3 separate regions of the Zea mays genome follow, and all the other regions are linked to region 1. Evidence: chromatin contacts called from public Hi-C data. All regions are on one chromosome and are shown on one strand. Each heading gives the region's core, a stretch centred on a gene start, on an enhancer-like site or on the middle of the called end of the contact. The rest is flanking DNA. Distances are from core to core; before and after follow the strand shown. Region 1 holds the start of LOC100192709. Region 2 holds the start of LOC109945256 (protein ALP1-like). Region 3 holds the start of LOC103650338.

Evidence for each region. A called contact is a pair of places that touch in the nucleus more often than the background predicts.
Region 2: a Hi-C map of tassel shows a contact between it and region 1, with 4 times the contacts expected there. The contact joins the promoter of LOC109945256 here to the promoter of LOC100192709 in region 1. A contact is called at or near these places in 3 of 25 Hi-C or Micro-C datasets (leaf and tassel).
Region 3: a Hi-C map of tassel shows a contact between it and region 1, with 1.8 times the contacts expected there. The contact joins the promoter of LOC103650338 here to the promoter of LOC100192709 in region 1. A contact is called at or near these places in 2 of 25 Hi-C or Micro-C datasets (endosperm and tassel).

What each region holds. Positions count from the first base shown.
Region 1 is chr3:101,430,642-101,433,988 of Zm-B73-REFERENCE-NAM-5.0, forward strand. LOC100192709 reads left to right here and starts at 1,795. Exons shown (of 13, transcript NM_001137911.2): 1 at 1,795-2,058.
Region 2 is chr3:101,037,721-101,041,067 of Zm-B73-REFERENCE-NAM-5.0, forward strand. It overlaps LOC109945256 (protein ALP1-like), which reads left to right and starts at 1,822. Exons shown (of 2, transcript XM_020551103.3): 1 at 1,822-2,077; 2 at 2,154-3,283. The coding sequence starts at 1,848. The coding sequence ends at 3,186.
Region 3 is chr3:101,747,846-101,751,192 of Zm-B73-REFERENCE-NAM-5.0, forward strand. LOC103650338 reads right to left here and starts at 1,768. Exons shown (of 1, transcript XM_008675934.2): 1 at 257-1,768. The coding sequence starts at 1,239. The coding sequence ends at 700.

The DNA of each region.
Region 1 (3,347 bases), core at 545-3,044:
GAGAAGCATCATCAAAAGCAAAGTTATCATGATGAAAGTCATCATACCATTCATCATCATTGATTGGGCTTTCTGGACGAAGCTCCCTGTGTTGGGGCCTTCGGCCTTGGTCATCCTGAGTAATGTGACACATTTCTTCAACAGCTTCGTCGATCTTCCTCTGAAGGTCAGCTAGCCGAAGCATCTTTTCTCTCTTCCTTTGCACTTGCTGGTGAATAGCCTCCAAATTCCTGATCTCTTGGTCCAACTCCTCCTTCTGAGGTGTTGGGCCGGTAGCCTTTCTCTTCTGGCTCCTAGCTTCTCGCAGTGAGAGTGCCTCTTGATTTGTGTCCAGTGGCTGCAGGGCAACCCCTGTCGCTGTTGTCTTCTTTGGCGGCATGACGAAGGTAGATGCGTATTGAAGGTGGTCGTTTGAGTTCACCGGAGGTGGCGCCAATGTTGGTCACTTGCTCTCCAATGTTGTGAATCAAGAATAAGGCAACACGATTATGAATTATTAGGGATATTCGTCTTCTGAAACATTATCTCCGCATGGCTATAATGATCATCAGACGAAGGTCATGAAGGACATGCCTCCATCATTTAATATGTGAACGTGAATGCGAAAGGGCAGAGATAGAAATTAGATCTCATTAATTCCTTCATATTCGCATCCTATAAAACATGTATAAACATCAACAGAAACTAATATTACATTGATACCTTCGGTTTGCTCAAAGGTGAGGACGCGCGAGAGAGATTACAATCCAGCCTGAACAGTACGATGCTACTGTTCACCTATTTATAGACACGAGACGCAGCCCGGGTAAAAATACATTTATGTCCCCAATATTCACATATGATCATAATACAAGTTATTAAGGACTAAGTGGTCTTTTCCTCTTTCGGTCAGCATCATCATTATACTTCATCTCTGTTGTGAGCCGAAGCTGTCCATCTGGCTATAGCTTCGGCGTTTACCCTTATCCTCTTTAGATCTGTCTTCATCTTATGTGCCTTCGTCACGAGGAAGAGGCTTGTATCCTCTAGATGAAGATTTCTATAATAGCTTATGCTGAAAACAAATGGTTAATTATGTTTTTAAGGACCTTCAGAAGTATAAGACTCCCAACAACGGGTTTGTACCTGTTGCCATCTCTATAAGTAGGTAAGTTGATATTCGTATTCACAATCGCATTCACAATCTCAATTTATCTTAATAAAATGTTTTGATCTCAATGTAAATAAATAAAATATGTTGATTTCGTAGCAACACATATATATAACTAGTAATAAATAAGATTGTACCAATTTTGATAAAAGTTCAAAAAAATATAATTGCCTCGGTATAAGCCCATCATCAATATAGGGTATGTTTGGTTGGTTTCTCTCGCCAACCTGGCTGTGTGAGCCAGGATCACTGGAGCCTGGCTCTGGAGATGCGACCAATCTGCTCGTATCTGGTGAGCCTGACCCAATGTGCTTTAAGGATCGTGCGAGTCTTGATCCAAATCTACATGCAGGCAACCAAACACAGAGCTCGCACGCGCATAGCCGAGCATTGCAATGGATACCTAATGACTACTCTTCAGGGGCTGGGCTGAGTGGGCTCCAAGTATACCGCAAATCTGCAATTTTGGTACAATCCATTTATCCCACGATAATTATAGCCCCGGCCTGCCAATGAGAAAGCGACGCGGAAACAGAAACCAAACTAACGCTAGCCTAGTCATCCTGCCAGCCAGCGCCCCCCTATGGCCTATGGGTAGGTTCCCACGCAGAGCACAGCACTCCACCTCACTGCTCCAGTCGCGAGCCGCAGCTGCGCGTCGCGTCGCATCGCACGCATCTCTCCTGCCCTCCAGCTCCAAAGCTTCGTCGTCTGCGTCGCCCCGCGCCCCGTCTTGCTCGCTCCAAGCTAGACACCATACCACCCAGGTGACTTCGCGCGCCACTCCTTCCTTCCCTCCCTTTCCCCACAGCTTTACTCTCCCCTCCCGTGTCCAGATCCCGAGGCCCCTCTCCCTCGATCGCCGCCTCCCGGTAGCGGATCCGGCGCCGGCTCGCGCCCCCCGACAGGTACCCTACCCACCGACCGGATCTAGCCGCCGCATGGCTTTTGAATTGAGCTCCCCGCGCGTCGCATGGTGTGTGTGGGTATTGCCTGCGCGGGTTCCAGCTCTGGGTTGTTGCTGGATCGACGACGATGCTAGGGTTTAGGTGTGATTCGTGTCTAGTTACCTGAGTGCTGCGGGCGCGTTTCGTTTTGTCTTGGTGAGCCAAGCGTGGTTCGAATTTTCTCCGGAGCAGGTGCAGTAGCCTCTTGGAGTGACTGGCTTTGAGATTTCCAGTTTAAGGTTCGTTTGGGTTGGTCCGTTGGTGGGAGTTCAGGTTTGCTACGGCTAACCTGTGCGTAGTAACTGACATGCTTATAGTTTCAAAAGGGTTTACTTTGGCTAGCTGCAGCTCATGGGAGCTGGAGGGACCTCATTCAGATGATCCGACATTTACTGCAGTTCCTATATTCATACAAGTATTGATGCTGCGACAAATTTGTATGTGGTTTGGAACTTTGGGTCAAGACTGTTGTTTTTAAAACTAGGAGCTTTAGGTACAGTTCCATGGCAGTTTTATCTTGTGCATGTGTAATGTTTGTTGGACTATCATATAGTTTTCATTGGTGTATGGGGAAATTTTAGTGTCAGAATTACAGGTGCCAAGTTCTATAGTGTTTGGTGATGTGATGGAACACTCTGGAAAAATTGATGAAATTGAGCATTAGTAAAGTTGTCTGTTTTGATATGACATGGAAATTATAAGGCGCTTTAAGGTAGTGTTTGGTTGAGGAGCCAAGTAGAACGGAGCCGTTCCATCCCTGATTCTAGGAACGGAGCCGCTCTGTTCTGTGTTTGGTAATCTGGAACGGAGCGGCTCTGTTTTTTGTTTAGTTGCAGAGTGAACGGAACGGAGCGTGACTGTGAGAGCGGGATGGGAACGGAGCGGCTCCGTTCGGTTGATTTTTTTGGAGCGGAATGGTTCCGGATCTGAGGAGAATATTCCCTAATTGGAGTCATTCCGTTCTAGTTACTTTGTAACCAAACAACAACAAAACTGGGACGGAACGGCTCCGTTCTACTTGGCTCTTCAACCAAACACTAACTAAGTGACAGGGACCAAGGATATCATACACAACAATTAAGTAGGATCACTTGTATCTGCCCTTTAATCTTTTAGTGCCAAACATGATAAGGGTTTATGATATTGTTTTCTGAAACTATAGTATGTTTTGTCTTGAACAGTTAAATTGGGTTTCCTTGCAAGGCATCTCATGCTATATTTTAGCTTACATTTGTTCCTTTTGTTGTCCA
Region 2 (3,347 bases), core at 572-3,071, 390 kb before region 1:
TACAAGACTATATTCAATATTTAATGATATATTGTAGATGGAGATGGATGAAAATATACTAAACAAGGTGTTTTTTAGTGTTCCAGCATGTTTTTAGTCTTAGCATATATAGAAAGATATAAAAATATAATCACCGACCTATGTTCGACTAGTCACGACTAGTCTACTAGTCAGTAGCCGCACGATTCGACTCGACTTCTCGACTACTCGAAACATTGGTTTGCAACTTTGCATATATGTCATCTATAGCTGTCACTGAAAGGAATTTGAGATTTTCTTTGTGAGCAATAGGCATTCCGTCAGGTTTGTCATCTATAGCTGAAATTGAAGAAAAAAATGTGGTTTTCTTCCTAAGCAATAGGTATTGTATGTTTCTTTCTGGTCTCACCTGCATTTATTTGTTTATTTGCCTTTAATTCTTTTCCTACAACAATATCTCTGCAGTAATCGGTGACAAATATAAAATCCTGCGAGCATTATAACTAACCTCCCCTAGCGTCTTGCGATGCTTGGCATCCTGCACCGCCACCTCCTTCTTAAGATTCTGGAGCCGCTTATCAATCTGCTAAACAAAAAAAACACACAACACATTGCACTGTCAGTGGTGCGCAACACTATCACCGACCAACCAAGCTCCCACTCAATTGAGTAAGGCAGGAAGGCGTGGCATGAAGTTCACAGCCAACATTCAGTGCCGCAGGCAGGTAGGCTCGCGACGTGACGGACCTGCCTACGGAGGTCGACGAGCTCCTTGCATGAGTGCTTGAACAGCCCAAGAAGCTCGTCGACAGCGGGGAAGACGGGCGGGGCCGCCCCGAGCACGGGCGGCGGAGGAGGTGGCGCGGGCGCGGCGTCGTCCTCCCCGCGGTACTCCGGGAGCAGCTCGTCCACCAGTCCCCCAAACAGAGCGTCGAATGAGAAGTCTCCCTGCGCCGCAGTACCGCAAGCGACGATGAGACCGCATCGCGGAGGAGACACAAGAATCGGAGGAAGGGAGGAAGGGATGGGAGAGAGGATGAAACCTACCTTGAAGTCCTCGAGGTCGAGGGTGAGGGGCAGCGCGGCGGCGGGGTTGGCGGCAGTCGGCATAGCGGCTGGCGGGGCGGCGGAGATCTGGGGTTCCCTTCCCTTGTCGGAGAAGTGTGGGGGTGTGGGGGTGTGGCCGCCGTATCGGGGGCGGACTGGACGAGGAATGCAGAACGGAAGGGGAAAACCCTGCAAGCTGCAACCGCGTTAGACTATCCGTAACCGTTCCCCTAAATTTTTCCCCTAAATGTTACTATGCAGCCACGTCAGCAAGATTCTCTCCCCTATATTCACTCGTCCCGCAACCATTCCCCCTAAATTTTTCCCTATATATCCCTCTACTCATTAAATATACATTTCCATATAACTAACATAACCAACTTCATTTTCTATTTTTTTATATATTTTCATACGTTCGGTATTGTGCGCTCGTATTACAAAAATGATAAAAATAATTTTTATTTGTTTGTTTTCAAATACGGAAAAGATGTAATACAAGTTTTAAGTTTAAAAATAATTTCGTAATGTCAAACTTTACTTCTCCATACTACTCCGTCATAACAATTTCACAAATATTTGTACGCAATATGACATAACTGCGCTTATGCTTGAATCATACTCGTTTAGTCATACACAGGAAGCCACGCTTGTCTTCGACCGAAAGCCACGTTTGACTTACGTTGTAAGCCAAGGTTGCCTTCCGACGTAAGCCAGTAGCTTCTCCCTAAAGCCAAGTTTCTCTCGTCTATATATATGCAATGTTTGTCTTCAAATATGTATTTGCATCTAGCACTTGTTCCACAAGTAAACCATTGCTCCAAATGTCTCCAAGTCGTAGGCAACATGATTCGGATTCAAGTGATAGTGACGACGAAACACTTATACTTGTTAATCTTCTTACCCTCAACATTGAGGCTAGACGCCTACACCGACGACGGTCCGGGTTACCTCGCCGCGTTATTCGCAGGGATCATTTTGCTGGAGAAAACCTTATCCAGCATCACTACTTCGGGCCGAACCCGGTGTATCCATTGCACGTGTTTCGTAGAAGGTACGCACATCATGTAATTCTAAGAGGTTCTGATAATTCCATAGTATTTACCACGATCCTTTGTTATTTTGTTTAGGTTTCGCATGAGTAGGCCTCTGTTTCTCCGTATTTTGCAAGGACTTCAACAGCAGGATACATACTTTACACAAAGGGTTGACGCAACAGGCATGCCAGGACTCGGTCCCCTACAAAAAGTATGTGCGGCACTTCGCATACTTGCATATGGTTTACCTTCTGATGCGGTAGACGAGTACATTCAAATCGGGGAGTCTACAGCTAGAGAATGTCTTCATCATTTTTGTCGCGCAATCATACAATATTTTAGTGCCTGGTATCTACGGACTCCTAATGAAGCAGACATAGCACGTATCATGCACAGTAGCGAGTCAAGGGGTTTTCCTGGAATGTTGGGTTCCATAGATTGCATGCATTGGGAGTGGCGGAACTGTCCTACAGCCTGGCGTGGTCAGTTTTGTGGTCGAAATGGTAGAGCGTCCATGATACTAGAGGCGGTAGCAACTTATGATCTATGGATTTGGTATGCTTTTTTTGGCATGCCAGGGACAAACAATGACGTTAACGTGCTGCACCGATCACCAGTCTTTGACCCTTTGACAACTGGTCGAATGCCACCTGTGAATTACACAGTAAATGGCCATGCTTACAACTTCGGATATTACTTAGCTGATGGTATTTACCCCAACTGGCCTACTTTTGTGAAAGCTATCAGACACCCGTATGAGGAAAAGAAAGTTTATTTCACACAAATGCAAGAGAGTTGCCGAAAAGATATTGAGCGTGCTTTCGGAGTTCTTCAAGCACGGTGGGCGGTGCTCCGTGGTCCAGCATATGGGTGGGATCGCAATCGTTTAACAGAGATAATCACAGCTTGCATCATCATGCACAATATGATTGTGGAAGACGAAGGCCCTTTGGCTGCTAATACTGATTTCGGAGATAACACTTCAGGCATAGACGCATCTCAAATAATTGGAGAAGGAAGGGCAGCATGGGTCATTAACCACTTTGATATTCGTCGTCAAGATAGGTCTTGCTCCCTCCAAAATGATCTTGTCGAGCATTTGTGGGCTCGACGTGGCACCATGTAAACGTGTCGTTTCATTAGTACTTTGTTTCAACTTCCAAATCAGCTATTGTAATTCACTGTCTTGTCGTACTTATGCGTGTTGCCATAAATAACGAGAAATTTATGACTCCTGTTTGCCCTACCTACATACGTATGTTTTACTAACACAATAAGTTTCAACCA
Region 3 (3,347 bases), core at 518-3,017, 320 kb after region 1:
AGACATTTGTTAGGGTGTTTTTCTTTACGAAGATCCTACAATATAAACCTATTGTTCTTGAGATAAATATGGGGGATTTACACCTTTAAAAGGCAATGGTAAATAGAATAATAAATGAAATAATATCAATATTGCGTATCATATAGAGTTGATTGCACCAGAAAATTTTGGACATGAAAACCCAAGCTAGAATCTAAATCCAGATTAAAAAAATCTGAGTTTGAATTTAAATAGAAAAGAAAAAGTGTGGTTTTCATAACTGAAAACATTTTAGCATATATAAATAAACTAAACAATTATGTTTCACTAAAATTCTCTGAAATGTGCATTTGACATTTGAATTTTGAAGATTTAAATTAGAAAACAACAAAGAAAATAGAAACCAGAAAATAATAAAGAAAAGATAGAGGAAAGCCGTGCATGGGCTAGAGCTCGGCCCATTCCTCTTACCCCGCTGCGGCCCATCTCCATTTTCCCTCCACCACGCGGCCACACAGCATCAGCCAACCCTAATACTCCCTCAACCGCATGGGCTAAGTGCCTTCTCCCTGCCTATCGCCGCCAGGTGGGCCAGCCCTCGCTGGGTCGTCCCCTTCGTTCGTCCGATGGCGTAGCTCAACAAACCAGGAGCAAATCCCACGCAAGATTGTCGCTGGCACGCGGGACCGCATCGTCGGGGTCCTCCTCCCCACATCGGCTTCACCAGAAAGCTCGGGGGAAATCCGGGCAGCAGTTCGGCAGTGGATTGCGTGAGTTCCGCGGCGGCCGCATCTCTTCAGCGGCATAAAGCCTCCCCTCGCGGATCCAGCTCCCGTTCCTTCCCCACTCTCTCATCCTCCTCGCAGTCGTAGAGCGGCGCCAGCGTTGGCCCAGTCCGTCGTCGGTGTTAGCCTCAAGCACGGTAGAACTGCCACAATCCTCGCCTCTGCTCGCCCTACAAAGCGTCGGCCCCCTGGTCTGCCATCTCGATTGACCAGTAGAAGCCAGAACCCATACGTCCATACGGCACCCGGTCTCACAGCCGCCGAGAGCAAGTTGGGTGGTGCTGCCGGTGCGGGTGGTTGCCGGGAGCGGAGCGTTCCAGTGCGCGGTCGCCGTCGTCCACCGGGGCTCGCGGCGCGAGTCACTAGCGCTCGGCCGAGCCGTGGTCTGGTGCGACCACGAGGCAAGGGGACTGGACGTCGGAGTATAGCGCATCACCGTGATCCAAGCGCCGCTACCGGTCAACTCTGCTCCCATCGACGGTGAGAACTGGGGCTATGTGTGCTGCTGCGTAAGGAAGAAGATGCGTGGGAGCGGTAGATGCTGAAATTAAGGGCCAGGATTAGAAGTAGTGGAAGCCCTTGGATCGAGATCTCACGCGTAAGAATAGATCGCGCCTTCATTAAATAGTGGACGTCGATCTTTGATCCGACGGTCCGTATAACGTACCGGTTTGTTTTATAGGCAATCTAATCTGGACCGTCCGCGGATGATCGGACGTATAGGATCGGCTGATACCCTTCGGCCGTGGTATTTTACTTAAGAAGCCCCTGAACTTTACAGTAATAACCCGCGGTCCGCAAAGCTGGGTTCTGAGTCTGGGAAACTTTTATGAATTAACCCCTGGGTTTTCTGGTAATGTTGCGCTCGGCCAGGGATGCAGAAAATCAAATAAATTCAATTGGGAAATACTTTTTACAGTAAAAATAATAGCAGAAACTTAGTTAATTCATAAAAAATTCATAATAAGTCCAAATTGACCCATTCCAGTTTCTATAATTTTGTAAGATTATTGTTTATCACCTAGTGTCTCTAATTTGACATGAAAACCACATTAAAATTTATATCTTAATTAGTCTAGTATCAAATACATAAAACCTTCAGAAATTCATAACTCTTTCGTTTTAATTTCAAATTGACTCGTTCCAGTTGTGTTAGCTTCGTATAAATATTTACTACACAGTAGCAACACTTGTTATATGATATCCCCTACTTTTATAAATAGGTAACTAATAAGATTAACTGCCTTAATATTAATTCTCATCTTATGGATATGATTTGACCAGATGATCTTTAATCAAATAATGATTTAGATTAAAGTGGAGATAATTATTTATATAATAACCTCTCATACGAGTTAAACTAACCAATTCATAATATAGTTTAATATTTTAATCACATAGATCTTCTATAGAATAATAACCCCTTAATCGTAACTCCGATCTTAGTAGTTTACGATCCCGCGATCTCGTAACTTCGCGTATATCATTATTATGCAGTTTGTTCTTATGTTTGGTGTGATGTTAATTTTATCTATACCATGTTTGTTTGTATTTCTACGACTAGCAGTGAGGTCACAAGGATATGAGGATCATCCTGGTACCTTGAATCTCAAGTCTCAGGCAATTTGTGCCCTTGATCACTTTTATTTACCCAATAATGTTCTTTATTATCACTATTAAATGCATAGGTTTAATTTTGATGGGACCCAATAGGTCACCCTAGTCTGATTATCTTTTACCTTGTTTACCCATGAATCACTTGGGTAGTTTGCTATTGCTTTATATGGTTTTGGGTTAATATTTCATTATATCCATGTTCCAATTATTTTGTGATGATATTTATGTTCATGTCAAGATCATTATCTTTAATTGGAATGTAGAGCTTAACTTGAGAAACATGTGCCACCACAAGGGTGCAATGGTATGCCCTTGGCTGACTAATTAGGAAAGCTAGTGGAAGACTACCTTACCCGAAAGGGGCAAGGGCAGTAGGGGAGTTGCATGCAGGGAGGTTCTCGGGTTAATTTTGCTGCGATGGCGATCAGATGAGGGATTCTTGCAAGTGCTCTTCCTATAAACTGTAGCGGGTTTTCAGAAGCTAGTGGAACTTTGTAAAGGCCTCGTAGTGTTACCCTGCCTCGTTTCCTTGGTAGAGGTATATGGGATTTATGACCCCTTGGCAGATGGGTAACATGACTTGTGGATACAAGGTACAACCTCTGCATAGTGTAAAACTGGTATACTAGCGGAGCTCACGGTCAAGAGCAGCTCAGGACTCTCGCATGATTAAATTATGGAACTTAAATTCAATTTGTCATTTGCATTTGCATGAGATTATTTATTAATTTTGTTCTATTATTTATTATGGTTTGGTATTTAATTACATTTAGTAATTGCTAATAAAAGTTGACCAACTTATTAAAAGCAATGCTCAGCTTTAACCTCTATTGTTGATCAGCCTTACACATCACATGAACTCCCACCTTTGGTGAATTCATGCACATTATTCCCCACAACTTGTTGAGTGATAAACATGTGTGAGCTCACCCTTGCTGTCTCACACCCCCCACAGGAGTAGAACAT